Regions from separate parts of the Sus scrofa genome. Here regions 2 and 3 are each linked to region 1. Evidence: chromatin contacts called from public Hi-C and HiChIP or PLAC-seq data. All regions are on one chromosome and are shown on one strand. Each heading gives the region's core, a stretch centred on a gene start, on an enhancer-like site or on the middle of the called end of the contact. The rest is flanking DNA. Distances are from core to core; before and after follow the strand shown.

What was found. Hi-C and Micro-C count contacts between places; a contact is called where the count stands out from the background. HiChIP or PLAC-seq counts read pairs in DNA pulled down with a chosen protein or histone mark.
Region 2: a Hi-C map of liver shows a contact between it and region 1, with 5 times the contacts expected there. The contact joins the promoter of EXOC7 here to the promoter of LOC100521680 in region 1. A contact is called at or near these places in 1 of 47 Hi-C or Micro-C datasets (liver) and 1 of 2 datasets of contacts at active chromatin or transcription factors (alveolar macrophages).
Region 3: an H3K27ac HiChIP or PLAC-seq map of alveolar macrophages shows a contact between it and region 1. The contact joins the promoter of SLC25A19 here to the promoter of LOC100521680 in region 1. A contact is called at or near these places in 1 of 5 promoter capture datasets (fetal liver), 3 of 47 Hi-C or Micro-C datasets (heart right ventricle and liver) and 1 of 2 datasets of contacts at active chromatin or transcription factors (alveolar macrophages).

What each region holds. Positions count from the first base shown.
Region 1 is chr12:5,630,898-5,633,597 of Sscrofa11.1, reverse strand. LOC100521680 (histone H3.3) reads right to left here and starts at 1,272. Exons shown (of 4, transcript XM_003131194.4): 1 at 1,123-1,272; 2 at 515-652; 3 at 241-394; 4 at 1-153. The coding sequence starts at 642. The coding sequence ends at 25.
Region 2 is chr12:5,330,154-5,332,853 of Sscrofa11.1, reverse strand. It overlaps EXOC7 (exocyst complex component 7), which reads right to left and starts at 1,359. Exons shown (of 20, transcript XM_003357964.4): 1 at 1,202-1,359; 2 at 946-1,011. The coding sequence starts at 1,261.
Region 3 is chr12:6,032,407-6,035,106 of Sscrofa11.1, reverse strand. It overlaps SLC25A19 (solute carrier family 25 member 19), which reads right to left and starts at 1,446. Exons shown (of 8, transcript NM_001164514.1): 1 at 1,371-1,446; 2 at 846-899. LOC102165522 (a long non-coding RNA gene) reads left to right here and starts at 1,461. Exons shown (of 3, transcript XR_002336994.1): 1 at 1,461-1,562.

The sequences.
Region 1 (2,700 bases), core at 23-2,522:
AAACACCATAAAAACTGCCTTCACTTAAGCTCTCTCTCCCCGTATCCGGCGAGCCAACTGGATGTCTTTGGGCATGATGGTGACTCTCTTAGCGTGGATGGCACACAGATTGGTATCTTCAAATAAACCCACCAGGTACGCTTCACTAGCCTCCTGTTGAGGACAAGAGCCACACATTAAACTCCCTCCAAGGACCACCGCACACAAGCCAGCCCTCCGCCCCTGCCACCGCCGTCTCACCTGAAGCGCACCAATGGCGGCGCTCTGGAACCTCAAGTCAGTTTTGAAATCCTGGGCGATCTCCCTCACCAACCTCTGGAAGGGCAGCTTCCGGATCAGAAGCTCCGTGGACTTTTGGTAACGACGGATTTCTCGAAGCGCGACGGTCCCGGGCCTGGAGCGAGCAGGAAGGGCGTAAAGGGACACCAGTTAAGTGACAGGACCGAGCAAGCAGCCAGAGGGTCCAACTCGCGGCGCGCCCGCCGAGTCATTGTCTCCCTGCCGCGCTGCCTACCTGTAGCGATGAGGTTTTTTCACCCCGCCGGTAGAGGGAGCGCTTTTCCTGGCAGCTTTAGTGGCCAGCTGTTTGCGGGGCGCTTTCCCACCCGTGGACTTACGAGCAGTCTGCTTGGTTCGGGCCATTTTCTTTTACCTGCAGGAGACACCCGTGACTCGGGGGCCGCGACGCTCGCCTCCCGGGGTGAGACGGCGAGCGTGCAGAGGGCGGGACGCCCGGCGCGCCTGCCCTCCCGCCTCCCTGCGCCCCACGGCGGGCGGCAGATGGCCGAGGGCCGCCGCCTCCACCCCCCCTCCCCTAATGACTCAGGCGGCGAGTAGCAGCAGCCTCCCCTGGGAGGGGGGGCGCGGGGAGGAGTCACTTCCCCTCCTCGACGGGCGGAGGCCCAGCTGCCGGGAACCCGGAGTCGGGACCTCTGAATCACCAGCGGGAAAGAGGCGGAGACGCGGTTCCGGAGCGAAGCCCCAAGGGAAAACCACCCGACCCCAGAGTCGCCAGCAGCAGTCAGAGCAGCCCGCACCAGCCGGCACTCAGCTCCCAACGGTCGTGGCCCGCGGCATCAACGGCCGGCAGGGCCTCAAGCCGCAGGCAAAGCCGAGACTTACCCAACAGCGAAGTCTGAGGCCGCTTCCCCCACCGCCGTGCCGCTCCCGCCGCCCAATGAAGAGCCGCAGTCGCCGAACCAAAGCAAGAAGCAACTCCAACGAACGACCAAACCGCTCTGCGCTCCAGGCCCCCCCTAAGCCTCCGCTTTTATACCCACGCTTCACGCTGCGTCTCTGCGTCATAGGACCCTAATTTGCATACACCAACGACTTTTCCTATTGGCTGACACTTTCGCCGACGCGCTGACATCCCCCGACACAAAGGCCGTGCTTCGGCCCCGTTTCCTGATTGGCGGATGTCTAGGCCACTGATTGGCTGTTAAAGTGGCCTAACGATTGGGTGAATGCAAAGAGGAATGGACGAATCAGAGGTTGGCACTAAGCGGCTCTTCTGATTGGATAAAATGGAGCTATGTTTGGATCCTTCCCTTGGTTCCAAAGCTCTACAATAGAAAGTCAATGCAAATGAATTGTACTGGTCTCTATCAGGACTTAAGAGTCGGGATGGGATAGCTTATTTGCATCAAGCTAATACAATGCAGGAGGAGACGTTACTTTAACGAAAAATTTGTAAACTACCTTCCAATGTAAACTAAAATGTGTTCCCTGTGATTATTTACTTTTCACTAACATTGTGATAGTTAGGTACGTAGTTTAAATAAGAATTAGAAATCAGTAAATTATGTTATCTTACAAGTATTTTATGTATCAGGTATATACATTTTAACTAAAAAGCAGTTCTTTCGTTCGATGGGGTGGGGATGAGTAAATAATAGATACAAAGAAACAAATGCCAGGAGTTCCCGTCGTGGCGCAGTGGTTAACGAATCCGACTAGGAACCATGAGGTTGCGGGTTCGGTCCCTGTCCTTGCTCAGTGGGTTAACGATCCGGCGTTGCCGTGAGCTGTGGTGTAGGTTGCAGACGCGGCTCGGATCCCGCGTTGCTGTGGCTCTGGCGTAGGCCGGTGGCTTCAGCTCCGATTCAACCCCTAGCCTGGGAACCTCCATATGCCGCGGGAGCGGCCTAAGAAACAGCAACAACAACAACAACAACAAAAGACAAAAAAGACCAAAAAAAAAAAAAAAAAAAAAAAAAAAAAAAAAAAGAAACAAATGCCAAGTGATTTTTATAAGTTCTTAGACCATCACAAAATACGTTGTGATTTCAATATACAAGAAGTAACCTTGTGACTTCAATATACAAGAAGTAACCTACTAAGCAACATATTTTTAAAATTATGTAATTCACCTGAACAAAATGACCACAGCAAGAAAGAGAATACTCAGTTCTAAAACAACATTTGCATGTCCATAAAGGCAATTAAATAAGTGCCCTTGTATTTAATAATATATCCTGGAAAGTATTACTTCTGAAGAAACATGACAAATGTATAAAAGTGGTAATACCTACCTTTGCCTAAATGTCTTGGATGGATTTTAATATTTAGGCCTACAGACGTCTCAGTTTATAAAATATCAAAGAAGGCTTAAGGTTAAGACCAGCCAAATAAAGCTCGGAAAATTGAAATAGAGCTTTGGACATTCTACCCTGCAGTTCTTACTCTGGGCTCACTGAA
Region 2 (2,700 bases), core at 110-2,609, 300 kb after region 1:
GGCATTTGCAACAACATGGATGGACCTAGAAATGATCATGCTACGTGAAGTGAGTCAGACAGTGAGACACCCACATCAAATGCTCTCACTTATGTGTGGAATCTAAAAAAAGCACACAATGAACTTCTTTGCAGAACAGATGCTGACTCGCAGACTTGGAAAAACTTACGGTTGCCAAAGGAGACAGGTTGGGGGTGGAGGGATGGGCTGGGGGTTTGGGATGGAAATGCTATAAAATTTGGTTGTGATGATCGTTGTACAACTATAAACGTAATAAAATTCACTGCGTTAAAAAAAAAAAAAAATGGAGTTCCCGTCGTGGCGCAGTGGTTAACGAATCCGACTAAGAACCAGGAGGTTGCGGGTTCGGTCCCTGCCCTTGCTCAGTGGGTTAACGATCCGGCGTTGCCGTGAGCTGTGGTGTAGGTTGCAGACGCGGCTCGGATCCCGCGTTGCTGTGGCTCTGGCGTAGGCCGGTGGCTACAGCTGCGATTGGACCCCTAGCCTGGGAACCTCCATATGCCGCGGGAGCGGCCCAAGAAATAGCAACAATAACAACAACAACAACAAAAACAAAAAGACAAAAGACAAAAAAAAAAAAAAAGAAGTGGTAACCTGGCCATCCTACCCTCACTTGAATTGAGGGTGACACATGGCCAGCATCCAACCCACTTAGGTCAGTCTCACTAAGTGTTTGCAGAGGAGAGAAGGAAGCATGGAGAACTTAGGCAGAGATCAGAAAGTCCAGGCCAGCGGGGACTGCAGCATCTGAGGCCAAGGGGCTGACAAGGGGTAAGAGACGTGCCACACTGCTGCGGGAGAAACCCACGCGTCACGGCTGTCACTACCCAGACCAGAACCCCAGCCCTTAGGTCCAGGCACGACCGGGTCGCAGGGTCTCCTCCAGCGCCTGGAAGCCCCCCCAGCTGAGGAGGGGTTACTCACCATGTTCTTGGTGAGCTGGTCGCTCTTCTCCAGACTGTCTCGGATGAAGGACAGCGTCTCCTCCTCCTGGGGGGAGCGCAAAGGAGGACATCACCAGAAGCCGGAGGCTAAAGGAGCTCACCGCTCCCGTGGTCTCGCCCCCTACTCAGTCTCCTGGCAGGGAGTGTCCCCTTCCCACTCCTGACGCCTCCCTGAGTGGATGCCTGGCCCGGATCTCGGCCCCTTCCCCTCCCCCGCCTCCCAGTGCCAGCCCCACCTGCTTCAGCTTGTCCTCGATCTCCCGCCGCCGGGCGGACGCCTCCTGCGGGGGGATCATGGCTTCGACTCTGCGACTCCCACTGCCCAGTACCTCGTCCCAGCTGACCCTCTCGGCTCCCGTTCCTGTCACACCTACTTCCGCCCGTGGCCCCGCCCCGGGGCGCGCTAGTGGTGCCATATTGGGAGTGGCAGGTGGAAGTGCGCCTGCGTAGAACTCAGTACAGCGGTCTGGAGTGGCCATCTTGAGTGTGGCAGGGAGGTGTGGCCTGGATTCTCCTAGGTGAAGGGATTGCTGTTCTCATCAGAGAAGGTTCTTGGGTGGTGTTTTGTCCTGTCGCTGGCAGAACAGTAACAGCTCACTTGGCCGTCTTCGGGGGAAGGTTTACGCCTTTCACAAAATCAATGACGAACTCCTTTCTCCAGATCGAAGTCTGAATCCAGGCACCAATGTCGCCTTTCCCACAAAACGCAGCACAGAGCTTGTCACACACTAGATACCCAATTGTGCCCATTTAATGAACCAAGGACCTGTGTAGTGTCCCTCTTTGGCCCTAAAAGCTCACGGAACAGGCCCAGTGTGCAAGTAACTAGGTTTTGCAGTGGATCCAGAGCATACGTACCTGCAGTAACCTTGAACCAGTCCCCTACCCTCTCCCAACCCCACCCCCGGCCACGCCCCCAAGCTGTATTTAGAGGAGACCCCGCCAAGGAGTTGAGACATTCCGGCAGCCGCAGGAACCAAGGCTTTCTGATTTCCTCCAAGGCCCGTGAGAAATGCTCCCCGTGTGTCTGAATGCATGCATGCCTCAGTCTCTCCCTAAGGACACCACCACCCTGGGCCCCAAGCCCTTAGACAGGTCTCAGATCTCTCAGGCTTCGCCTTGCACTGTTTGCAGACTTATAGTTCTCTACCCACAGCCTGGTCCTCACCAACCCCGCCAGTAAAACCACACAGCCCTCTCCAAAGCAGACACCCTGGCCGGGCTGGGTGGCTCACAAGTCAGGATTATGGTTTCAGATGCTGTTGGGGCCATGGGTGAGCACTCTGTCCCCGACCCCGAGCCTGGGAACCTCCATATACTGTGGGTGCGGCCCTAAAAAGACCAAAAGAAGAAAAATTAAATAAATAAATAAAAGAATGAAAAGACCAGTTTCGGTGATTCCCAGCCCAATGTCAGGCACATGCTGTTGGCAGTGGACACTGATTTGGTAAAAGCTGTGATTCCCTAACTATACTCAGCACAAGCTGCTTCAGCCAAAGGAGAAAGCGGTGTTTCAGCTGCAGCCTCGGTTGCTTGGCTTTCATTCCCAAACTTGTTCAGAGCACAAATGTGAGGGTCGCCTAGAGGCCCCAACTGCCCAACTCTCAGGGATGCTCTTTCTGGGGGGTGGGGGATAGGGAGGAAGCAAGAGCTTGCTCCCTTCACAGCCTGTTTTTTTTTGGGGGGGCGGCCCCTGCACCTGTAGCATATGGAGGTTCCCAGGCTAGGGGTCCAA
Region 3 (2,700 bases), core at 197-2,696, 400 kb before region 1:
AATCTCTAGCCTGGAACCTCCATACGCAGCAGGTATAGCCCCCCCTCGCCACCCCAAAAAAGTCTAATGGTATGAAACCTCCCCACCCTTGCCAGGAATGTGCCCATTCCTCGCTAACTTCTCTGCACACCCTCAAAGGTCACGCTGAGCAGTGCTGGTTCCCTGCTGTCAAGAAGGGGGCATTTCTATAAGTAGGCGTTCTGTATAGCTGGACATAATCTTACACCTCAAATCAAGAAGCCTGAGTTCAGGGAGTTCCTGCTGTGGCTCAGTGGATTAAGAATCCTACTAGGATCCATGAGGATGCGGGTTCGATCCCTGGCCTCACTCAGTGGGTTAAGGATCCCACATTGCTGTGAGCTGTGGTGTAGATTCACAGCTGCAGTTCCAATTTGACCTCTAGCCTGGGAACCTCTATATGCTATGGGTGTGGTCCTAAGAATAAATAAATAAATAGAAAACTACTTTATAAGAAAAAAAAAGAAGGGAGTTCCCTTCATGACTCAGCAGAGACAAATCTGACCAGCATCCATGAGGACAAAGGTTCAATCCCCGACCTTGCTCAGTGGGTTAAAGATCTGCCATTGCTTTGAGCTGAGGTGTAGGTCACAGACTCGGCTCAGATCCTGCGTTGCTGTGACTGTGGTGTAGGCCCGTGGCTATATCTCAGATTGGACCCCTAGCAGGTTTCATTTTCTTCTGGAAAATGGTAATGATGGTGGCCCTGCCTAGCCAGATTCCTGGAAGGAACATCCAAGATATCATGTGTGATAAGCTCTGTAAGAAAGGTAAAATTTTTTTACACGTGAAAGGGCTTGTAAATCACAATTCAGTAGTGGCCTTACTTTTTCTGCGGGTTCAAAATTTCCTTCTTGTACCAAAAAGCCTTGATATTTAATCTGAAGAGACAAGATAAAAAATGAAATATGATTACATGTATGATACAATTCAGTATTCAGAAGATAGGGAGCCGCTGGTGTCTCCCTTAGCCACTCCCCTTTTACTACTGCAGCAGCTATGCAGGTCTCCCGCGGTGAGCGTGTGTGCCCCTGGGCTCAGCTGAGAGTCTCTGCAGATGTGCCCACGTGTGGACACAGATGTCCACGTGTGCCTTTGAGCGTGTTTTTTCTCTCCGAGTCAGAGAAGACACCCGCGAGGTGGGCTCCCGCGTGTAGAAGTGCCCGGGGCGTGTCCAGGATTTTGCTCCCTGCGTCCCTGAAGATGCTTCTCACGTCAGACGTGACACGTGTGGGTACAGTCCCAGCCCCCGCGTGAGTACTTGCGCGTGTGGGCCCCTCCCGGGGAGCAGGGGAGCGACGGTGCAGGTCCCCGAGAAAAGTGCCAGGAGGGAGGAGGTAAAGGTCACTCACCCAGCTCAGAGGGCGCGGCAGAACTCTCCGCGCTCTTCTCTCCCTCCCTTCTCGCGCACGCTAACAGCAAAATTTAACTGCTCTTGGCAGGAACCGACGGGCTTCGGGACCAATCACCGCGCAGCTTCCGACAGACGCTGAACCAATGGTTGCAAGCCGCCCCTGGACCAACGCCTCTCAAGTTACCTCTGGGTAATGTAGTCCTTCGCTACCAAGGTTGTTTTCACCGCCCCCTTACCCCGCGAGGCGCAGAGCCTCCTGGGAGATGTAGTCCCTCGGCGCACGCGTGCGCAAATATAACCCACGCGTTGGAAGGAGGCGGGTCCCAAGCCAGACTGCGTACTTGGAGGTCGCGGTGCAAAGTGGCCCGCGCTTTAGATCAGCCTGCTGGCCGGCGGAAGTTTAGGGCGTTCTGGACTTGACCTCCTTTCCTCAAAACCGTCGTAGTTCCAGAATCCGGATAATCTAAACTTGGAAAAGATGGCGGGAAGCTTAATCAAAGCCTGGAGGCCATGGAGGAGGGAATAGATGAGTTTTTAAGTCCAAGATGGGGACGGCAAAAATACAGAGGTTTTGTTTGCCCTTAGGAAAATAAAAATACATAGACATATTACAGAAAATGTAGAAATAAAGGGGAAATGACTCATCCTACCTTTCTTACGCAAATAGCATCAGCGTTTTGCAGGACAGTATTTCTTCCTGATTTTTAAATAAATTGTTTTTTACATTAGTGCAATCATTTTGACGCACAATATCTATTTTTAATTTTTTTTTTCTTTTGTCCTGTGGCCTACGGAAGTTCCCGGACCAGGGATCGAATCCGAACCTCAGCTGTGACCTAAATCTCAGCTGTGGCAACACTGGATTCTTAACACCTTTTGGCACTGCAGGATCTCCTTTATTGCACAATTTAAAATCTTTTCATGCATATGCAGTAGTAGAGAGACCAGCTCAATGAGCCACCATATAGTCATTACTGAACTTCAGCAATTAACCAACCCTTGGTCAGTCTCATTTCCTCTATACCAGCAGCTATGTGCCACTGGTGCGGAGTCCAGACTCAATTTATTGGCCTCACTGCAGGACAAGCCAATAAATTGGAAGAGGAAAATTAAAAAAAAAAAAAATGAAAGAGGAGTTTTGGGGGCAAGGAATAATGACTTTATTGAGAATGCCAGCAGACTGAGAAGATGGTGGACTCTTGTCCCAAAGAACTGTCTGGCCTGGGTTAGAATTCCGGCTTCTTTTATGAGGGAGTCACACAGTTCCTGGTTCCAGTCAGCCTCAGAAGGGATGTGTTAATTTATTCTTTCCTGCAGTCACACAGATG